Regions from separate parts of the Pan troglodytes genome. Here region 2 is linked to region 1. Evidence: chromatin contacts called from public Hi-C data. All regions are on one chromosome and are shown on one strand. Each heading gives the region's core, a stretch centred on a gene start, on an enhancer-like site or on the middle of the called end of the contact. The rest is flanking DNA. Distances are from core to core; before and after follow the strand shown. Region 1 holds the start of TMEM158 (transmembrane protein 158). Region 2 overlaps LIMD1 (LIM domain containing 1).

What was found. A called contact is a pair of places that touch in the nucleus more often than the background predicts.
Region 2: a Hi-C map of induced pluripotent stem cells shows a contact between it and region 1, with 1.6 times the contacts expected there. The contact joins the enhancer-like site here to the promoter of TMEM158 in region 1. A contact is called at or near these places in 2 of 7 Hi-C or Micro-C datasets (induced pluripotent stem cells and stem cell-derived neural progenitor cells) and 1 of 1 datasets of contacts at active chromatin or transcription factors (stem cell-derived excitatory neurons).

Annotation. Positions count from the first base shown.
Region 1 is chr2:49,234,754-49,241,125 of NHGRI_mPanTro3-v2.0_pri, reverse strand. TMEM158 (transmembrane protein 158) reads left to right here and starts at 3,106. Exons shown (of 1, transcript XM_016940887.4): 1 at 3,106-4,979. The coding sequence starts at 3,416. The coding sequence ends at 4,321.
Region 2 is chr2:49,685,401-49,691,772 of NHGRI_mPanTro3-v2.0_pri, reverse strand. LIMD1 (LIM domain containing 1) reads right to left here. Exons shown (of 9, transcript XR_001713292.4): 5 at 4,177-4,307; 6 at 3,490-3,541; 7 at 2,586-2,654; 8 at 1-72. Among named protein-coding and RNA genes, the nearest start is that of TRNAR-ACG, 15 kb to the left of the region's middle. Within about 2 kb of position 3,587, at least 2 of the 24 cell types and tissues checked have an H3K27ac peak or open chromatin away from gene starts, as enhancers often do. A contact at or near this core is called in induced pluripotent stem cells, where this site is marked.

The DNA of each region.
Region 1 (6,372 bases), core at 1,857-4,356:
TAGCTCAGGCAGAGTTCTTTACCAGTAGGCAGACTCACTCAGTCAGCCAACACGAGCATGGACCACCCTTTGCCCTGGCTGGCCCTCCAGGTCCCTGCTGAGCTGGAGGGAAGACCACAAAGAGATCATGGTTGAGAAAGGTGGTGAGACTTCAATTTTTCCTCTTTTTTTTTTTTTTTTTTTGGTAGAAGTAACATTTGCACATTTTAGATAATATGAAAAAAATGCAGAAAAGAATAATGATGCAGAGGCAGAAAAGTAAAGACATCAGGTAGCTGGGATTAGAATTGTTTCCTCCTTGCTTTCCAACCTTTGTATAAGGCTGTTATATTTATAAAAAATACATCTTTAAAAAGGAACTCAACTGAAAGTTTATTTTATCAAAATAAAATAGAATTGTACCACATACTTGTTTAACTTATGCACAGACCTTGATGCCTACTGCCATGAGATGAGATGCCTCTAGTTCTTTATTTAAAAAAAAAAATGAACTTTTCAGATGAGGGAGACTGTACTGATATCCTGGCTTTGCCACTAACTGCTGTGGGACCTCAGGTAGGTGATTCACCTTCTCTGAGCCTCAGTTTTCTCATGGTAAAATAGGCATCACATCCATGGGATTGTTGTGAAGATTAGAGATGATGTGTGTGTATGTGTCAAACACCTGGCACGTGGAAAGTACTAAACAAGTGGAAGCTAGTCAGAGGTAGGCAAATTTGTTCAATCAAGAAGTATTGGCCGGCCACGGTGGCTCATACCTGTAATCCCAGCACTTTGGGAGGCCAAGGCAGGCGGATCACTTGAAGTCAGGAGTTTGAGACCAGCCTGGCCAACATGGTGAAACCCCGTCTCTACTAAAAATACAAAAATTAGCCAGACGTGGTGGCGCATGCTTGTAGTCCCAGCTACTCAGGACGCTGAGGCAGGAGAATAGCTTGATCCTGAGAGGCGGAGGTTGTAGTGAGCCGAGATCGAACCACTGCAGTCCAGCTTGGGTGACGCAGCAAGACTCCATCTCAAAAAAACAAACAAACAAAAATGTATTTACTGAGCCTCTACCCTGAGCTAGGTGCTTTTCCCATTGCTAGGAACAGTAGTAAACAACATAGAAAATAACTTCCTCACTATCTTCTGTTCTCAAATTCCAAAAAGATAGCATATCAATCTAGAAAGTAGGATCTGTGTTACTATTTGAAGGGTAATTACATTCTGAATGAGGGCGAGGTGACGGAGTCCTCAGGACGGCACCTGCTGGAAAAGTGGGCAGAAGCAGGTTGCTAGGATGCAGAGCTTCAGTGGCGCAACTTTGCAGAGAACTGCTTGGCTCCCCAAATAGATCTCTTGTCTTTTCCCTTTGCTGCTGCCTTCCCCGCTGCACAGACAAAGCCAGGAGTGTCTCAGGAAAGCTCAGGAAGCCTCTGCCTCTGACTGAAACCCCAGAGAATGTCATCTGCAGTCACAGGCAACAGCCTGGCTCAAAACGCACCCCTTGAAGATTAGGCCTCCCTCAGCCCTCAGGATCACTTGATATTCCTGTTCTTCAGGGTTCACCAGCCACATGGCTTAAATTAAAACTGTTCTGCCACATCACTGAGCAGCTTCTGTTCCTGATATGCAAAGGTTGAAAGGAGAAGTCATTTTTATTAAAAGCAGGAAAATTCACATTGTTCTCCCTGGTAGCACCACTTCCAAGCACAAAAGTGATGGAGGCTGAAACGAAAAGGGAGTCCCATCCCCTTGGGGAAATGAACCATTTCTGTAGAAACCAAGGACCACTCTAGGCAGCCAACTTGGGCAGCACTGATAGTAACCACATCACAGCAACCACCATGTGGGAACATCTGGGGACAGATAGACACTGGGTGGGGAGTATTATCACAGCAGCCCTGTGAGGAGGTACCACCCACCCCCCAACTCAGATGGGGAAACCAAGGCTAAGTCAGAATAATGGCTTGCTTAGATGGCAAGAGGTGGAATAAGTTGGGGAGCTTTATTTTGAGGCGTTTTTGCAACTTTCTCAGTCCCATTTTACTGATTGTTAGAAAACAATGGACAAAAGCTTCCAGAAAAGTAATCAGCCAGGATGCCTAGCAATGTAGCTGGACTCTTGGCAGACCTCTCAGGATTAGCTGGTTTAGAAGGAAGGCCGTTTTGTTGAGGCCTTTCTCTGCTTCCTCCACCCCTCCCCTCTCCGAATCAGGAATACTTGGTGCTCATGGAGTACAAGGGCTTCCAACTAAAATAAAATAGATAATAATTCAACATAAATGTCCCCTAAAGAACGATGGGAATGATGAAGGGTCGTTGAAGTTTGTTTCCGAGTGTGAGGGGCCGAACTACTAAGAAAGTGCTTTTCAATATAAATGTGATAAATCCGATCTCTTGACACGTTATTCTTGGTAGCCCTCCTCCCGTATAATATCCCAAAGGGGATGAACTGCCCCTTTGACGTGGGTTCTAACCTACAACTGTTTCATGAACACGCGCTCACTCGACCTGTCAGGACCTGTGTCCTCGGGACCCCCAGGCGGCACAGCTTCAGGGCTCACATTCCCCCCAGCCAGTCACTCTCCACTCGAAACTCCACAGAGTTCTTGGAATTTTCCTCGCTTGCTGCGAGGAGAATCCCAAGTGAGTCTGCTGTGTTGGACATTAAAAAGCAGCCAAACTCTACAGATTTGAGGTAAGAGACACCGTAAAAAGGCAGAAAGAGCTAGTGGCGCGGAGTTGTTTCTGGCTCATGAGTTGGCCTAGCGAGGCCCTTTCCCCTCTCTCGACCTCAGTTTCCCCTTCTGTAAAACAAAGGAGGTTCGGTAGCGCTAAGGCGAGACAGCGAAGCTCCCCTCAGGCCTGACAAAAGGATGGTCTCCGGGCCCTGGAGCCTCCCTCTGAGAACGCGATTCACCCGGAACGCGGGGGCGCCGGGGCGCGTCCGCAGGCTTCCCTGCCCGCCCGCACGCACCCCGGGCGATCCGCTCTCCGCCGCGCCCCCGCACCCAGCCCCGCCCCGGCGATTCCTCTCCCAGCCCCGGCGCGTGGAACCCCGCCCTCCCCTGAGTCCCCTAGCCCGGCGAGCGGAGGGCGGGGCGGGGCGGGGCACGCGGGAGGCGGAGCCGAGCCGGGGAATCCTGCTCTGGGATAGCACCCGGCCCCGCAGAGCAGCGCGGCAGCCCAAGGGCCCCGGCGCCGGGGGCGGCGGGGAACCCCAAACGCAACCGGGTCTGGAGGGATCCCCGCGCCGAGCCAGCCGCCGTCACCGCCTCCGCGCCGCCCCTGCGGGCTTGGCAGGCGCCCGGCGCGCCCGCACTGCGCCCGGCCGCCGGCTCCCGCGGTCCCACCGTGAGCTCGCCGGCCCGTCGCCCGCTCGCCATGCAGCCGCCGCCGGCCTCGCGCGCGTAGGCGCCCGCCGCAGGCCATGCTGCCCCTGCTCGCCGCGCTCCTGGCCGCCGCCTGCCCGCTGCCGCCCGTCCGCGGCGGGGCCGCGGACGCGCCCGGCCTCCTCGGGGTGCCCTCCAATGCTTCAGTCAACGCGTCCTCCGCGGACGAGCCCATCGCCCCGCGGCTGCTGGCCTCGGCGGCCCCCGGGCCCCCCGAGCGCCCGGGCCCGGAGGAGGCGGCGGCGGCGGCGGCGGCGCCGTGCAACATCAGCGTGCAGCGGCAGATGCTGAGCTCGCTGCTCGTGCGCTGGGGCCGCCCGCGGGGCTTCCAGTGCGACCTACTGCTCTTCTCCACCAACGCGCACGGCCGCGCTTTCTTCGCCGCCGCCTTCCACCGCGTCGGGCCGCCGCTGCTCATCGAGCACCTGGGGCTGGCGGCAGGCGGCGCGCAGCAGGACCTGCGCCTCTGCGTGGGCTGCGGCTGGGTGCGCGGTCGCCGCACCGGCCGCCTCCGGCCCGCCGCCGCCCCCAGCGCCGCCGCCGCCACCGCCGGGGCGCCCACCGCGCTGCCAGCCTACCCCGCGGCCGAGCCGCCCGGGCCGCTGTGGCTGCAGGGAGAGCCGCTGCATTTCTGCTGCCTAGACTTCAGCCTGGAGGAGCTGCAGGGCGAGCCGGGCTGGCGGCTGAACCGTAAGCCCATTGAGTCCACGCTGGTGGCCTGCTTCATGACCCTGGTCATCGTGGTGTGGAGCGTGGCCGCCCTCATCTGGCCGGTGCCCATCATCGCCGGCTTCCTGCCCAACGGCATGGAACAGCGCCGGACCACCGCCAGCACCACCGCAGCCACCCCCGCCGCAGTGCCCGCAGGGACCACCGCAGCCGCCGCCGCCGCCGCCGCTGCCGCCGCCGCCGCGGCCGTCACTTCGGGGGTGGCGACCAAGTGACCCGCTCCGCTCCTCCCTGTGTCCGTCCTGTGTCCGCGCGCGCGGGTGCCTTTCCCCCCGGAGACTCGGCCGGTGTGCTTCGTGCTGTAGTTATCGTTAGTTCCTCTTCCCGAGATGGGGCCGCCGAGAGACCCCAGCGCCTTTGAAAAGCAAGGTTTGTGCTGCGCTTCCAGTTCCGAAAAGCAGATGTTTAAGCCCTTGGACTGAGGGTGGGATCGCAGCTCCGAAGACGGAGAGGAGGGAAATGGGGCCCTTTCCCCTCTATTGCATCCCCCTGCCCGACTCCTTCCCCGCACCCACGTGCCCTAGATTCATGGCAGAAAATGACCAAATCCTGTGTATTTGTTTTATATATTTAATAACTGTTTTAAATGAAAGTTTTAGTAAAAAAATACAAAACAAAAAGATTAAATTGCTATTGCTGTAGTAAGAGAAGCTCTTTGTATCTGAACATAGTTGTATTTGAAATTTGTTGTTTTTTAATTTATTTAAAATTGGGGGGAGGGCATGGGAAGGATTTAACACCGATATATTGTTACCGCTGAAAATGAACTTTATGAACCTTTTCCAAGTCGATCTATCCAGTGACGTGGCCTGGTGGGCGTTTCTTCTTGTACTTATGTGGTTTTTTGGCTTTTAATACAGACATTTTCCTCCAGAGATGTGTATGTAGCTTTTTCTTTATTTGATTTGGGAAAGGGAATCCCAGAATTGCAAGACGTTACCCTAAAACCTGAGCAAGGGAATCTCGGAAAAGTTAGAGAAGGGCTACTTCTGTCTCCTTTACCTGGCTGTGAGAGATAGATGGAAACAGTATTATTTGCCCTGATGGCGATTGTCTTGCATCTCACCACACTGACCCTCAGTTCCCATCCACCCCCACCTGTCACGGTGGCAAACACAGTTTTATATGATTTAACTTTTTGCTCATTGTTCTAAGCTCTGCAAAACACCCAGGCAAGCATCAAAATGGTAAAATCAATAGTTCCTCTGAGCTGGATGGCTTTCACGAAAATGACTCACTTTAAAAGGCATGTAGATTTCTTTTCATATGCATGAACTTTCGCAGATAAGCACATTCCAAAAGCTGGTATTAAAACCTGAGATATTATTTTGGCATTTAGATTTTTTAAAAAGATAAACTCTTGGGGGATAAATAGTTAATGATCACAAGATTTTCTTCACTCTTGGTTTCCATGTTACAGTGTCTGCTGTGTAGTAGTTTCAAATTCTTTCAGGTTTTCAGAAGAATAAGTAAAAAGTCCTTAAAGAGACTTAATATTAAAAATTATTTTAAAAGCGTTTTTAAGAGACTTTGAAAGCTGCTTTCCCTTGCTCCATCTCGTCCTCATTTTGCAAGCATATTTGAGATTGGTCTAGAGCTATAGTTCTCAAAGCCTGGTCCCTGGACCAGCAACATCAGCATCACCTGGGAACTTGGAGATGCAAAACTTGGGCTCCACCCAGGACCTATAGAATCCGAAACTCTGGGATAAAGCCTAGCAATCTGTGTTCTCACATGCCCTCCAAGGCATTCCTACGCATTACCAGTTTGAGAACTGCTCTGCTGTGTTCTAGTGGAATGGAACCCTCAAATGTAGGTTGTCTCCTTTTATCTTGAGATGTCTATTATATCAAATAAATGGGATGCTTATTTTCCCAGCAATCTGGCTGAAGGAGAGGCTGGGTCATTGCCCTGCACCTTCAGCTGCCCCTTTGACTCTTTGAGGTCCTGAGATATCTGTAGCAGGTACCAGCCCCTGAGAGGGGAGAGGGTGGAGTATTGATCTTTGTAGGTTGTAAGCATCACCATTTTTTAACCCTGTGGTAACTGGCAGGAGAAAAGTCAATAATTTTGCTAACCTTGATCAATTTAATGTAATCATAGCATTTATAACTCTGGAGGCACATTATGTATTCTTTGTACACACATGTAATCACTCTCCCTGCTTTTTTCCAAGATGTATACCATGGCTCAGAGAGATTGAGCATCTTGTCTACAATCACACAGCTACACGAGGCAGAGCTGAGACTAAATCCAGGATTTCTGC
Region 2 (6,372 bases), core at 2,338-4,837, 450 kb before region 1:
GTGACAGAACAGGTGGTCCTCCAGCGGATAACAGCGGTGGCCATCTTCATCATTGAGCTCCAGACCACAGTCCTGTGGGGAGGCAGACATGTCCAGGGGAAGCAAAACAAAACAGACTGCAAGATTGACCTGAAAGCCACAGTCCCCAAAATCAGCAGAGGGTGCTGTGTGTTTCTGTATAGGCAGGAAATGCCAGTGCAGAAACACAGCTCCTGCCCCGTGGAGGCCTGTCCAACACAGGAGACACTGCCACAAGGCACTTGCTGTGAACCACTTAAAATGTGCTGTCAGTGTAAATGCAGATTCCGAAGACTTAGGACAAAAAGAGGATGTAAAAATATCTCATGGGAAAAAGGAATGAGATCATGTCCTTTGCAGGGACATGGATGAAGCTGGAAGCCATCATTCTCAGCAAACTAACAAAGGAACAGAAAACTAAACACCACATGTTCTCACTCATAAGTGGGAGTTGGACAATGAGAACACATGGATACAGGGAGGGGAACAACACACACCAGGGCCTGTTGGGAGGTGGGGGTGAGGGGAGGGAACTTAGAGGATGGGACAATAGGTGCAGCAAACCACCCTGGCACACGTACAGCATATATCTATGTAATAAATCTTCACACGTATCCCTTTTTTTTTTAGAAGAAATAAAATAAATTGTGGAGTTACAAAAAAAATCTCATGGGTAACTTTTTTATATTGATTACATGTTCAAAAGATAACATTTGGATTTTTTTTTCTTTTTTGAGACAGTCTCCCTCTGTTTCCTAGGCTGGAGTGCAGTGGTGCGATCTCAGCTCACTGCAACATCCGCCTCCCCCGTTCAAGGAATTCTCCTGTCTCAGCCTCCCAAGTAGCTGGGATTATGCACGCGCCAACACATCTGGCTAATTTTTGTATTTTTAGTAGAGACAGGGTTTCACCATGCTGGCCAGGCTGGTCTTGAACTCCTGACCTCAAGTGATCTGCCCTCCCAAAGTGCTGGGATTACAGGCATGAGCCACCACGCCCAGCAGGATTTTTTACTTTTTTAAGACAGGGTCTTGCTGTGTCACCCAGAGTAGAGTGCAGTGACGTGATCCTAGCTTCCTAAGTAGCTGAGACTATAGGCACAGCATGCCTGGCTAATTTTTGTATTTTTAGTAGAGACAGGGTCTCACTGTGTTGTCCATGCTGTTCTCAAACTCCTGGGCTCATGTGATCCCCCTGCCTCGGCCTTCCAAAGTGCTAAGATTACAGGCATGGGCCCATGCCTGGCTGGATATTTTGAACCGAATAAAATAATTAATCTCACCTGTTTCTTTTAACGTTTTAATTGTGACTACCAGAAAACTTAAAATGATAAATGACTTTAATTTGTGGCTCTCATAATTCTTTCTTTTAACGTTTTAATTGTGACTACCAGAAAACTTAAAATGATACATGACTTTAATTTGTGGCTCTCATAGTTCTTTCTTTTTTTGAGACGGAGTCTTGCTCTGTTGCCCAGGCTGGAGTGCAGTAGCATGATCTCAGGTCACTGCAACCTCCACTTCCCAGGTTCAAGCAATTCTCCTATCTCAGCTTCCCGAGTAGCTGGGACTACAGGCGTGTGCCACCACGCCCACTAATTTTTGTATTTTTAGTAGAGATGGGTTTTTGCCATGTTGGCCAGGCTGGTCTCGAACTCCTGACCTCAAGTAATCTGCCGGCCTTGGCCTCCCAAAGTGCTGAGATTACAGGCGTGAGCTATCGCGCCCGGCCCCTTATATTTCTTTTGGATAGCACTGGTCTAGAAAATGTGGAGAGGCCTGTTGAGCAAATGTCCTCACCTTTTTCTCCTGCAGTGACCTGGGGCACCTGGGGTCCCAGCAGCAATGATTCCCACCCATTTCTTCAGTGTTGGCAGTGGGACAAGTCTATATGAGGGACACCCCCATTCTCTACCCACAGGGTCACCAAATGAATCTAATCTCCTTCCATGGGTGAATTCACTTAATTGTGGCTGAAATTCCATGGTCACCCTTCACAAGGGCTGGTGAGGGGCAACCCCTAGCTTTCCTGACAGTCATCAGGTACTAGTGCTCCTTCACCTTGGGTTGGGACAAAGGGCAGGAAGGGGCAGGCGGACCCCACCCGCCTTCACACCACCAGCTGACATGCCTGTTTCCAAGAGGGGCTTCATGATTTCCAGGGCTCAGCTGAGAAAGGAGCTTCAGGCAGATAGAACAGCCTGCAAGCTGGAGGGGAGGGAGTCCCTTCCCCAAATCGCACACCTGCCTGACAATGTGGCCCCCAGATAGGACCTGAAACCCATGCTCTCCACGACCCTCCTAGCTCTGCAGCTTCAGGGAGAGCAGCTCCAACAGTTGCAGGACTTGATAGTTCTGAATATGCAGAAGAAAGACCTTTATACCTTGAGCATTTCCATCTTCTCCTACCTCCCCCAAGAACCAGCCTTCATTCCATTTCCTACAGAAGCTCTAGAGGGCTGACCCTTGCCAGAATCTTGTTGACTGCCTCTTGCCCCAGTCAACGCAGGATGCTTTTCTCTTGGATGTCTACAATGGGCTTTGGGGGCTGGGTGGGGAGGGGTCTACCTCGCAGTGGTAACACTCCACGTGGTAGTCTCTGTCCATGGACACGACACGGATGGTCTCATCTGAGCCCTGGGACCAAAGAAAAGCAAGAACACATAGGAGAGGCCTGTTAGGGGGGCTGTCGGGCTTGATGTACCGTGGGGTGGGGAGGGAAGAGGGTTTTGGGGTAACAAGTAGGTGGCCTTGGGAGGAGAAGGTAAATCAGGAGTACTTATTGGAAGAAGAATACATTTAAGCTGATGAGAGGGGAAGTAGGAGGGATAGGAGTCCTTCCTTCTAGAATGTCAGAGTTAACACTGAAAGAAAGACCTACATGGACACTTATTTTAAAAAATGAAGAAAAGACAAGCCTTTCTCCTCATCTGCTAATCTAAGAATTAGTATCAAGTAAGGGAGTTTGACCTGGTTATGGGGACAAATCAGCACAAGAAGGGTACTGGGCTGGGGAAGCCAGTCAACAAGGAAGGGTGAAGACACGACTTATCTCAAAGGTGAAGTGGGGTTTTTTTTGTTTTTTTTTTTTTTGGAGACAAGGTCTTGCTGTCACCTGCTGGAATGCAGTAGCACCATCATAGCTCACTGCAGCCTCAACTCTTGGGCTCAAGCAGCTGGGACTACAGGCACATGCCACCACGCTTGGCTAATTTTTAACAATTTTTTGTAGAGATGAGGTCTTGCTATGTTGCCCAGGCTGTTCTTAAACTCCAGGCCTCAAGCAATTTTCCTGCCTGGGCCTCCTAAAGTGGTGGGATTACAGGCGTGAGCCACTGCACCAGGCCAGAGTTGAGATTTTTAAAAGGATACCTTAAAAGCTGTAAGGACAGGACATGGATCTTGTAAATGAGCCCAGGGAGATATTCATGTCTTAGAAGCCCCTGGGAGCATGTCTGGAAGGGCATCTTACCTCAGGTGGAAGGATGGGAAGCCCACAGGCTGCACACTTGGGGGCCAGCACCCTGTGGGGAGAAACAAAGCAGCAATAAATGTTGCTTCTGGGAGCAAATTCCAGAGTCAGACTTGCACTTGGAATCCACACGGAGCCTTCCTCCATGCCGCCTCCTACCCCTTGCTCTCCTCCCTCATAGAATGACTGGTACCTGGCTCACTTTGTGGAATATGCCTTAGTATTTGCTCCCCAGCTGCAATGAGGACACTGGCTGCCTCTCACTCTTCTGGGGACAGCACTAACCGATTTGTTTACACCTCTCATGGTGCCTAGCACAGGCTCAGGCAAACCAAGAGTGGTAGGAACCAGCACTGCATAGGGGCCTTGTGAAGTTAGGTAACGCTGAAGCCACAGGGCTTGGTGGATTCCTCCCGAGGCCTAGCTACAAATATGATTATTAGTTTTTTTGTGCTCTGTGTTTTTTTTTTTTTTTCACTAAACATGATTCTTTAACCCATTCCTGTCAACACTGGCATCGACCAACCTCCCAAGGTCCCTGCTGTACCCCTCAAAACCATTAAGCCTTTGCTGGACTGTGATCTAAGGGCGGCTGGCAAACACAGTTTTGTCGGTTTCCACCGCTCACTCTGCTGAGATCGTCTTGGCCTACACGAATGGGTCCTGTCTGTTCCCATCCCTTCTTACTTGTGGTAATCTCGGACACAGTAGATCTTGTTCTCTGAGTCCACGGTGAAGGGCACCCCATCCAAACACTCATTACAGATGACACAGCGGAAACAGCCGGGGTGGTAGGACTTCCCCAGGGCTTGCAGGATCTGGAGGAGAGACCAAGACTCAGTGGGGATTATAGGGAAGGATGAGATGGTGGAAGGGGAGAGGAACACATCAGGCCTAAGGATTACATGAGCAGTCACACACAGAGTACACTTACCCCCGAGTTTCACCTAGGAGAAGAGCAAGAGGTGATGGGGTGGGAAAAGCAAATCTGTTTAGATAAATACACAGAAGAGACCACACAGGAATCCTTTTCCTGCAGCCTCTCACAGGGTCTCTGAACTGGCAGGGAAAGAGGGCTCCTTTCCAACCCTCACCCAGAACAGGAAACTCTTGCATAGTTCTTTAAGAGAAAGAGATGGTAAGGAAGGGATGGGCCAATCCCAGGGCCAAAATCCACCATGAAGAAGTGGGAAACGATGCAAAGCAGGGCCACAGAAGGATACATCCTTCCCAGATTTGGGAAGCAGCAAGTACTCGGAAAAATGAAAAGAAATTCCATGTGGAAATGGCAGAGCTCAAAAGGAACCCCTTCACTTCTGCCTCTTGGATGCCCCTTCTATGCAGCTTTGACTCTGGAGCATGATAATCTAGAAGTTCTGACTCAACCCAATGACCTCAAATCCAAGTGTAATAAGTAAAGTTTCTCTGTTGTTGTTTTTAAATGCAATAGAGGGAAAGCCCCACAAACTTCTTCCTCTCAGTGTCATTTAATCTGGATCTGGATGGGATACCTGGAACTGCCAGAGCCAACCTGAAACCAGGACAGACCCAAGACATGGACAGCAGGAAAGAGAAGAGATGGAAAGAACATCCTTGGTGAGGTCCGTAAGTAACTGAATTAACTCATCATGGAACCACGTACCTCCAAGCCTCTTTTTAGGTGAGATAAAATATCATTCCTATGAAGTCAGTGGTCCTCGAAATGTGTGTGGCCCCAGACCTTCAGCATTAGCATCACCTGCAAACTTGTTAATAATGCACATTCTTGGACCCCATCCCAGATTTTTTGAATCAGAAACTCTGGGGGTAAGGCCCAGCAGTTGGTATTTTAATAGGGTGATTCTGATATATATTAAAGTTGGAGGATCATTGGTTTAACTCGAATTGAGTCTGGGTTTTTTCTATAATTTACAGTTGAAAGCATCTTCACTGACTTAATAGGAGATTCATTTCTGCAATTACCTGCATCATGAAACTTAGCAAAAACAACTGAACTACAGAATCAACATGAGCAAGGTCACACCAAAACATGCATCTGCAAAGAATGTACAGAACGGCCATCAGCATCCAGCAGTGGGAGCCCACACAGAAAGCCTTCAAACAGGCTGAAGAAAGGGGATTTTGGATTTGGGGAAGCCTTGTCAGTACACTGTGAGACCCAGGGGTAAAGATATGCTGTGTTCCAGCTCCTTCCCCTGGAAGCCTCAGGTGGATAACTCCACACTGCACAAGCTCCAGCCAAGAAGGCAAGAGAAGGGCATTGTGCTATTCCAGCTTTCCTCTGAATGCTCAGCTTTCAAGCTTCCTCATTCCCTCCTGGGTTTCACTAACCTTTGAGGGCTCTCTCAATTTGCAGTAAGGCAAAACAGGAAGAACAACTGGCTGGGCTTCCAAAACCCATTTGGCAATTTGGACCTTGGAATGCATTTTCCCCAAGATGAATGCTGTCTTGGCAGAAAGAGATCCTTAAATTAATTTAATCCACATTGTGCCTGAAGTAAGATTAGAAAAAGATGCCATTTTTCTGCATTGTGACTAGCTGTAATACTTTTTTTATGTGAGACTATGCCTGGTTCTAACCTGCAAGCCCAGAATGTACCCCTCTATTAACAAAAGGGTATACAGAGAGACAATTTACACAAAGAGTTAGACAGCTGGGGTTCTGTCTAGACATTCACTAAAAGTTTTCAAGTCCTAGAGGAGACCTGAAAGACTGAAGGTTCAACTTCATACTATCCCATATGGTAGAGATCTCACATCAAGAGATGGGGACTATTTCCCCCTCCCCTTGAATCAGAACTGGCTTTGTGACTTTCTTTAATTAACAGAAAGCAGAAGAAACAATGTTCTGAGATTTCTGAGTCAAAGGCTTAAGAAGACTGG